2 separate regions of the Sus scrofa genome follow, and region 2 is linked to region 1. A link is a contact called in public HiChIP or PLAC-seq data. All regions are on one chromosome and are shown on one strand. Each heading gives the region's core, a stretch centred on a gene start, on an enhancer-like site or on the middle of the called end of the contact. The rest is flanking DNA. Distances are from core to core; before and after follow the strand shown.

Region 1 (4,450 bases), core at 591-3,090:
TTCCTAGTCGGATTCGTTAACCACTGAGCCACCAAGAGGATGCTTTTTGAAGGAGGTGACATATGAGGAGGAGTTAGCCAGGAAGGTGAGGAGGGAAGAGGAGAAGGCATTTCAAGCAGAAGGAACAGTATGTGCAACTCCAGCCCTTCTTGAACTTCAGTGTGCCTGCGAATCCCTTAGGGCACGGGGCGGAAGGGGGGTGTCTGTTAAAATGCAGATTCTGATTCAGTGGTTGGTCTGGGGAGTCTTCATTTCTAACATGCTCCTAGGTAGCGCTATTGCCCATCTCTACCCCCACCACTCTGAGTACGAAGGTGCTAAGGTATGAGAACATGGGGTCTTCGAGGAATCACACTCTTGTGGAGAGTGGCAAAATATAACGTTGAAAAGCAGTGGAGTCAATTCATGCTAAGACGTTTGGATTTGAGGAGTTCCTGCTGTGGTGCAGCAGCTTAAGGATCCAGTGTGCTCTGCAGCAGCTCAGGTAGCTGCTGAGGTGAAGTTTTGATCCTCTGTCTGGCACAATGGGCTAAGGATCTGTCGTTGCTGCAGTTGTGGCTGGGATTTGATCCATGGCACTGGGAACTTCCATATGCTGAGGGTGTGGTGGAAAGAAAAAAATAGATGTTTGGATTTTATTCTGGAGATACTAGGGAGCCAAGGAAGGTTCTATCACGGAGTGCCTCATCAGATATGTCATTTAAAAGGATCACTTTGGCAACAGTATGGGGTGCTTAGACTAGGGGTAGAGAGACTAATTAGGAGTGATGACTTATTTAAAACCCGTATCTAAAGCAATTGAGTGGGCATGGTAAACAAGAAAGAGAATGATTTTTTAAAATTTATTTTATTTTTTTCTAAAATTAAAGTATAACTGATTTACAATGTTGTGCCAATTTCTGCTGCACGGCGAAGGGACCCAGTCATGTGTACATATACATTCCTTTCCTTATATTATTTTCCATCATGTTCTGTCCCAAGGGACTGGATACGGTTCCCTGTGCTGTACAGCAGGGCCTTATTGCTTATCCAGAAAGAGAACGATTTTTAAGGAGGGAGAATCAACTGGACATTGCCACTGACCGAACGCGTGTAGTAAGTAAAGACAGGGACTAAGCTGATAAATGAGTGGAGCTCATGGGACGAGTCATCTTGTGTGTTTCAAACTTCCAGCACCCCTTTCCTTCCCCATGCACTCACATCTTTTCTGACAGATCCTCATCCTCAGGGAAGGTCAAGTTCCGCTTAGTGATAAGGGCTTCAGTAATGCACACACCACTTTCCTCTGGACTCTGGGCAAGCTTAGCTGTGAAAAGATGCATCCAACTGTAACATTTCCTTATTCTTGGAGGCCTGATTCTACCGTTACACACCCCACCGACCTCCCTACTCACCTCCAGGCATGATCTAAAAGCTGTTGGCCTGGGGCGGAACTGGAACCAAAAGGAGCAGAGCAGCTGGGACGGCTCCTGGGAATGGCGGAACCCAGGAAGCTATGAGGAGAGAGAAGCTCAGAGAATTGGAGGACCAAGGAAAAGGGTTAATTCAGGGCAAACTGTTGGGGTGGGGTAGAAAAGGGAAGTAAATCGAAGTGGAGGGTCAGGAGTGTGAGGGGTGTAAAAAGGGCCTCTGCTGACCGCCAACAGGGGACTTGTAGGTAGATGGTAGAGTGTACAAATGGAGAAAACAGTTCCAGGAGTGTAGCGTCGTTGCTAGGAGACTGGACGCCAGGTGGGCCCTCGGAGAGGGCGGGCTCTCAGATGCCAGGCTCGGCGCATGCGGATTGCTACCCCGACCGGCGGCTCCGCCCTCCGCTTCCGGCCTAGAACTACCCACAATCCTTAGCTCCTTCCGTCTCGTTCGGCTCCCCGCCGTTCGTTCTTCCGGCGGCAATGGCTGCGGTTGTGGCTGGGATGCTACGAGGGGGTCTCCTGCCCCAGGCGGGTAAGGAGCGGCCCAGGTCCTCGCTGCACGTTCTGGCCGATGCTCTCTACTCGTCTCCCTCCTCTATTACTGATCCCCTCCCGAAATTTCTGACCCCAGGCAGCTCTCGATGGCCCCTTGACCTCCGCTAGATCGCCGGTTCCCTTCCCTCACCTAATTTTCTGTGACCCCAGACTGTAGTCATAATGGCAACACAGCCAAAACTTCCGCAACAACCAAAGTATTTATTCTTTACTCCCCAGTCCCCCTGTCTTGTTTGGAGTTTTTCTAACCCACCACCCAGCTCTTTGTGTTTCCAGAGATTCCTCTGCTTGGACCACTCCCCGCCCCGACCTTGGTGCTGTGCCCCCTCCTTAAAGTCTCAGCCTAAATGTCATCTCAGGCCTTCCGTCGCCATCCTCCTCAAGGCAGCTTTCCCCTGTTAAATCTGTATCTCGCACCCTGTTTATTGACCTCTTTGCCCCATCACACTCTGTAATTTTGCGTTTATTTGTTGTTTCCTCTTTTAGACTTTGAACTCTATAAGGGCAGAACCATGTTCATTGAGCATAGCCAGCAGGTGGCATGGTGCCTGACGTTAGCAGGCATGCTGTGGATATTTGTTTAATGAATGATTTTGAGCGTGTAATATAGGCCAGGCACTACGATAAATATTTTGCATGTATTATTTCATTTAAACCTTAAAGCATCCTATGAAGAAGACATTCCCCCCCCCACTTTACAGCTGAAGAAACTCAAATTTAGACCAATTGAGTGACTGGTCAAGGTCACAGCTAGTAAGTGGCGGAAGAGAGATTAAATTTGGGTTCCATCTCAACAAAACTGGAAAAAAAATTTGAAAAATCTGATTCCATCTGCTCTAAAGCTTGTGCTATTGGTGGTTAGGTTTTGTGGCCGCTGTTAAGAAAACCTCTACTTCAGCAAATGTCCATGCTCTGTGACTGTCAGAGCCACCTTCTGGCTGAATCTTCCTCTGAGATCCCACCCATCCCAACCTTGGGAAGGTGGGAAGTGGGAAGCCCTAGCCTGGGTCCTTTTGTTGAGGATGAAGGGGTTCCTTTGGCTTAGGGCTTTCAGGTGGCTCCCCTGTCTTCTGAGGGGTGCTGCTGTCCAGCAGTGCTTATAAACAGGAAGCATAGAGAGGAGAGAGACTTGTTTGGGGGAGCTGTGAGGACAGTATAAGTTTTCTGTCTTGCTTCAAATCATGGGTTCTCCAAGCAGTGCTTCGAGCAGTGGGTCTCAAACTTTAGCCAACATCGGCATCACCTGGAGGACTTGTTAAATTGTTTTCCTGGCTCCACTCCAGAGCTACTGATTCAGCAGATCTAGCACAGGGCCTGAGAACTTGTATTTTCTAACAAGTTCTTGGATGATCCTGGTGTTGGTTTAGGGAGGTGGTGGTGCACATTTTGAGAACCATTAGCTTCAGGGGTTGGCAAATTACGGCAGGGCTGGACACCATCTTTTATGCATGTAGTCATATTGGAACACAGCTACATCTGTTTATTTACATATTGTGTATGGCTGGCTACTTCCATGATACAGAGTTGAGTAGTAGTGACAGGCCATGTGACTCTCAAACTTAATTTTTTTTTTTTTTTTTTTTTTTTAAGGGCTACACCTGCAGCATATGGAAGTTCCCAGGCTGGGGGTTGAATTGGAGCTGTCGCTGCCAGCCTATGCCACAGCCACAGCAGTGCGGGATCCAAGCCATGTCTTTGACTTACACCGCAGCTCAGAGCAGCGCTGGATCCTTAACCCACTGAGCGAGGCCAAAGATCAAACCCACATCCTCATGGATACTAGTCAGATTTGTTACCGCTAAGCCACAATGGGAACTCCTCAAACTTAAAAATTTTATTGTTGGGTCACTTAAGAAAAAGTTTGCTCAACTCTCTCCTTTTTAAATCATGTTCAGGATACTTTCTCCTCTATTCTCATTTTTTTTCCCCATCTCTGCATAAAGAAGTGGTGGAGAAATGGCAGCTTCTGAGGTTCAGGCACCTGAGCTAAGGTCACCCATTAAAGAGAAGAGAAAGACTGGGAGTTCAGGACTTCTAGTAGATAGTTCCTTGTCCAACTCAGTGCTCAGCTCTGGTTGTCTCTGCCTAGAGGGTGGGCTTTTTCTCCACCCGGGCCAGACTAAGGCCTCCAAGAGGCTGCATCTCACCACAAGACCATCTCTCTCCCCAGGTCGGCTGCCCACCTTCCAGACTGTCCGGTATGGCTCTAAGGCTGTTACCCGCCACCGTCGCGTGATGCACTTTGAGCGGCAGAAGCTGATGGCTGTGACAGAGTATATCCCCCCCAAACCTACTATCAACCCAAGATGCCTCCCGCCCCCTCCCACCCCTCCGCAAGAGGTAAGGAGGGGACTGGCCCTGAGCCTGGTGGTTGGATGGTGGTTAAAGTGATCTTGTCTCTGTGGCCATCATGAAATAGCACTTGAGCACAGGGTCATCCACGTCATTCCTTCCCCACTTTGACCCTCTGGTCCAGAGTCTAT
Region 2 (4,450 bases), core at 633-3,132, 140 kb before region 1:
CCGCTTAACTAGTGGGTTAAGGATCCAGTATTGCCGTGAGCTGTGGTGTAGGCCGGCAGCCACAGCTCCAATTAGACCCCTAGCCTGGGAACCCTCATATGCCACAGGTGTGGCCAAAGAAACCAAAAACCAAACCAAAACAAAAAAATGTGCCACTTTGGGCCACTCTAAACTCTCCATAATATTTTTGCTTCCATGAGTGATTGTATCTTTCCTATCAACAGAGGTTGCTATTTAACTTCCACTTCCTCAGGGCTGGGATTAACCATGACAAAAAAAAAAATACAATATGGTTATGCCAAACCAGATGAATGAAGAACTGCAAAGCCCCTAACACCTATAGTGTCCTAAGGACTAAATAACAGCAGTCTAATCATACCAGTGAAGTACCATCCTGCACATATGAATACTAAGGTAACTGACCTCCTAGATTCTGGGCCCAGATTCGTGTTTTTAGTAGCGGGTATAGGTGGATGACAGCCAAGCACATTTCTTCAGTAGGCAGGAGCTAAGAGCTAGACTCTGGGGTCAGATGGACTTGGCTGCTATTTAGCAACTTTCTTGGGCAAAGTCCCTCAATCGCTCTGTGCCTCAGTTTCCCTACATGTAAAATGAAGATGCTAGAGACACTGAGTACAAAGGGGAATGAAGGTAAAACACCTAGCACATGGCAAGGGCTCAATGAATGGTGGTGATCTTCATGTTCATAACATCAAGCACACAAAACAGCACCTGGTAGAGCGCAAACCCTCGATACACAGTTGTTGTCTCATCAGTCCCTTTCACAAACAATAACAAGCACATACATCAAGAGCATACATGTGCCGGAGTTTCCGTTGTGGCGCAGCCAAAACAAATCCGACTAGGAACCATGAGGTTGTGGGTTCGATCCCTGACCTCACTCAGTGAGTTAAGGATCCGGTGTTGGCATGAGCTGTGGTGTAGGCTGCAGACGTGGCTCGGATCTGGCGTTGCTGTGGCTGTGGTGTAGGCTGGCAGCTGTAGCTCGGATTGGACCCCTAGCCTGGGAACCTCCACATGCCATTCAAACGGCCCTCAAAAAAAAAAAAAAAAAAAAAAAGGAAAATAGTAAAAATAAAAAAGGAGAGAAAGCTTTTTTTTCTGGCATAATACAAAAAGCATAGATGCTGGTGCCTGACAGACTTAGGTTCTAATTTCAGATCTGACATCTCAGTAGGTGACCATCTTCAAGGTAAGCCCTTCGCCTCTCTGCGCCTGAATGATCTGATTGGCAACACATGTTACAAACGTTAAGGTAGAAGACGCAGATTGAGTACAGACTTTATGAACGGTTCCTTCCTGCTCCTCTTAGCGAGGCAGGTCTGGGCACAGACGCGGGCACAGAGCAGGGCGAGCGGTCAGCGTCTGAACAGGGACCTTGGGATGTCTGGGCTCCAGCTGTTGGTGATGGGGCAAAGGGCCAGGCCTCCCCCTGACAGCCGGTTGAGCGGGGTGACCCCTCCTACCGAGCAGCTTGCTGGTCTGGATGTCGATGGGCACGTGCTGATGGTCCTAGCGGGAAAGATCGCGGGGGAACCGGGCGTGAGCGCTGGAAGGGAACCTGCCGCTTGCTCCATTTCGCCCGCGCAACCGCCACCCTGCGGAGCCACCACGCAGGAGTCGGGGAGGGCTGAGCCCATGAGAGAGCCGGGGAAGCAGATCAGGGAAGGATGGGCTGAACTGAGTCCAGGGGTCCCAAACCAGCCCCCCATTTTTCCAACTCCTGTCTTCAAACCTGCATCTTTCCTCCACTTCCGCTTCCGGCCAGCGACCGGGGCCCGCCCCGCCTACCACCAATCCAGATCTAGCGTGGCCGAGCTTCAGTTTAGGCACAGACAGGGCTGCTCCGGCCACGTCACCGCCTTCCTCTGAGCCAATCGGGGCGCGCACACCACCGGCCTCAAGCCCCACCCACCCCGGGGCTCCGAGTGGCTGAGCCCGGGAGGGGCGGGAGAAGAGGAGACGGCCAATAGGAGACGCGAGGCGGGCTCACGGCCAGGGAAGGGTGGGGGAGTCAGGAAAGGGCTGCAGCGGCGTCGCGATCCCAGTAGGCGGCGCTCTAGAGCGGCTCCAGGCGCTTCCGGCCAACAAGACAAGGAAGCCTCCCGGCAAGGAAGCCTCCCCGCAACATTAACGCGTCTGCGGGCAGGGTCCTAGCGCCGCCCAGGGTGACCCGGAGGCTGTTGCAAATCCCTTGCCGTCTTGCCTTGCTTTACTGTCCATCGATGGTTTGTAGGTCTCTTGTGCCACGTGTCGCACATTGCTTTCTCCTTCAGTTCATCAAATAGACAACTGTTGGGCAGCTGCTGCTTGTGTGGTTAGGGCTGATAACGGGAGGGAGGGAGGAAGTTCAAGGGAGGCTTGTTATCCCAAAGATAACACCTAAATTGAGTGTTAAAAGAAGAGCTGCAGAAAGGGTGATGTGGGAGGGGTGTTCTGGGTGGAGGAGACTATGCAGGCCACAAACCATAAGAGGGGTGCAGGGGACAACAAACAGGCAAGACGGGCAAAATGATTGTCAGCGACCAGAGCAAAATGAAAATGCAGAGCCCCTTGTTTAAAAATATAGACAATTTTCCAGCGTTGTTGTGAGCTGTGGTGTAGGTCGCAGACGTGGACTCAGATCTGGCGTTGCTGTGGCTCTGGCGCAGGCCAGCAGCAACAGCTCCGATTCGACCCCTAGCCTGGGAACCTCCATATACCGCTGGAGCGGCCCCAGAAAAGGCAAAAAGCCAAAAAAAAAAAAAAGAAAAGAAAAGAAAAAGAAAGATATATATATATATAGACAATTTCAAGAGGGCACAGCTTAGGTCTCACACTCGGGAAGGCAGCCCCCCAGGCAGCCCATCCCCTGTGCAGTGAAATGTTTGAGGCATGGGGTGGCTGGAGAAAAAAGCCTGTGAGGGGCATATCAAAAGATCTCAGGAAGCAACTTGTACTTCCCCCCTGCAGAAAGAGAAGAACCACTGGAGGGTTTTAAGGGTTTGAGGCTTGAGGCAGGGAGGAACGTATACAGGTTGGCTGCACAGAAGATGGATTTGTGGGAGATAAGACTGGGAAACTGTCAGGAGGTTATTAGACAGGAGTTCAGGGTTCACCTGGGACAGAGGCACTAGGAGGAAGAGAAGGCTGGATTTGAGATGTTTTGGAGGAAAATGGCAGTTGATTGGCTGTGTGGGTTTGGGGACTGGAACAGCAAGGATGACACAGAGGCAGAGTTCCTGTCGTGACACAGCAGAAACGAATCCGACTAGGAACCATGAAGTTGTGGGTTCAATCCCTGGCCTCGCTCAGTGGATTAAGGATCTGGCATTACTGTGAGCTGTGGTGTAGGTTGCAGACACTGTTCGGATCCTGTGTTGCTCCGTCTGTGGCATGGGCTGGCAGCTGCAGCTCTGATTTGACCCCTGGCCTGGGAACCTCCATATGCCGCAGGTGTAGCCCTAAAAAGAAAAAAAAAAAAAAAGAAGATGACACAGAGGTGGTTGGATGGGAGTGCCCCCACCTAGGACAGGGATGCAGGATGCTGAGCAGGAGTTGAGGAGGGTACCTCAGCTTTTAAATTGTGGGGCTAGTGGCCCTGGGAGACCCCCAGGTGAGAAAGTGGGCAAGAGGCGCTTGGGTTGGCAGCTTTGGAGTTCAGGGACTGGGGCCACAGCTTTGGAGAGCCACAGGCTGACAGATTTGTGGTCCAGGTGGTGGCTGAAGCTGGGAGAGGGTGTGAGACTGGGCAAGAGGCGTGTAGGCTGAGGAGAGAGGGTGGGCTGAGGATCTCACAGGGCTGGGTGTGCAATTTGCACCCCCCACCCCTTTCCAGGTTGTTAACTCCTCCAGGAGGCTCTGCCTGGGTTTTTCTAAATGACTCCCCTCCCCCTCTTTGCCCCGAGCATCACTTGGGGCTCAGTAAGTTGGGTTTTTTTTTTTTTTTTTTTGGTTTTGGGGTTTTTTTAGGGCCACACGTGTGGCATATGGAGGTTCCCAGGCTAGGTGGTCAAATCAGAGCTATAGCTGCTGGGCTACACCACAGCCACAGCAACACTAAATAGGAGCCATGCCTACAACCTACACCATAGGTTATGGGGACGATGGGTCCTTAACCCACTGAGTCAGGCCAGGGATTGAACCCACCTCCTCATGGATACTAGTTGGGTTTTTTTTTTTTTTTCTTGTCTTTTTTGCTATTTCTTGGGTTGCTCCTGCGTCATATGGAGGTTCCCAGGCTAGGGGTCCAATCGGAGCTGTAGCCTCTGGCCTACGCCAGAGCTACAGCAACGTGGGATCCGAGCTGCCTCTGTAACCCACACCACAGCTCACGGCAACGCCGGATCGTCAACACACTGAGCAAGGGCAGGGACCAAACCCGCAACCTCATGGTTCCTAGTCGGATTCGTTAACCACTGTGCCACCACGGGAACTCCTAGTTGGATTT

The links. HiChIP or PLAC-seq counts read pairs in DNA pulled down with a chosen protein or histone mark.
Region 2: an H3K27ac HiChIP or PLAC-seq map of alveolar macrophages shows a contact between it and region 1. The contact joins the promoter of CDK5RAP3 here to the promoter of MRPL10 in region 1. A contact is called at or near these places in 2 of 5 promoter capture datasets (liver and skeletal muscle), 19 of 47 Hi-C or Micro-C datasets (alveolar macrophages, embryonic fibroblasts, fetal heart ventricle and 11 more) and 2 of 2 datasets of contacts at active chromatin or transcription factors (alveolar macrophages and skeletal muscle).

Annotation. Positions count from the first base shown.
Region 1 is chr12:24,080,476-24,084,925 of Sscrofa11.1, reverse strand. It overlaps MRPL10 (39S ribosomal protein L10, mitochondrial), which reads left to right and starts at 1,840. Exons shown (of 5, transcript XM_003131531.4): 1 at 1,840-1,944; 2 at 4,138-4,307. The coding sequence starts at 1,893. LRRC46 (leucine-rich repeat-containing protein 46) reads right to left here and starts at 1,744. Exons shown (of 9, transcript XM_005653947.3): 1 at 1,638-1,744; 2 at 1,395-1,493; 3 at 1,201-1,306. The coding sequence starts at 1,404.
Region 2 is chr12:24,221,694-24,226,143 of Sscrofa11.1, reverse strand. It overlaps CDK5RAP3 (CDK5 regulatory subunit-associated protein 3), which reads right to left and starts at 1,882. Exons shown (of 14, transcript XM_021067091.1): 1 at 1,757-1,882; 2 at 1,488-1,533. The coding sequence starts at 1,762.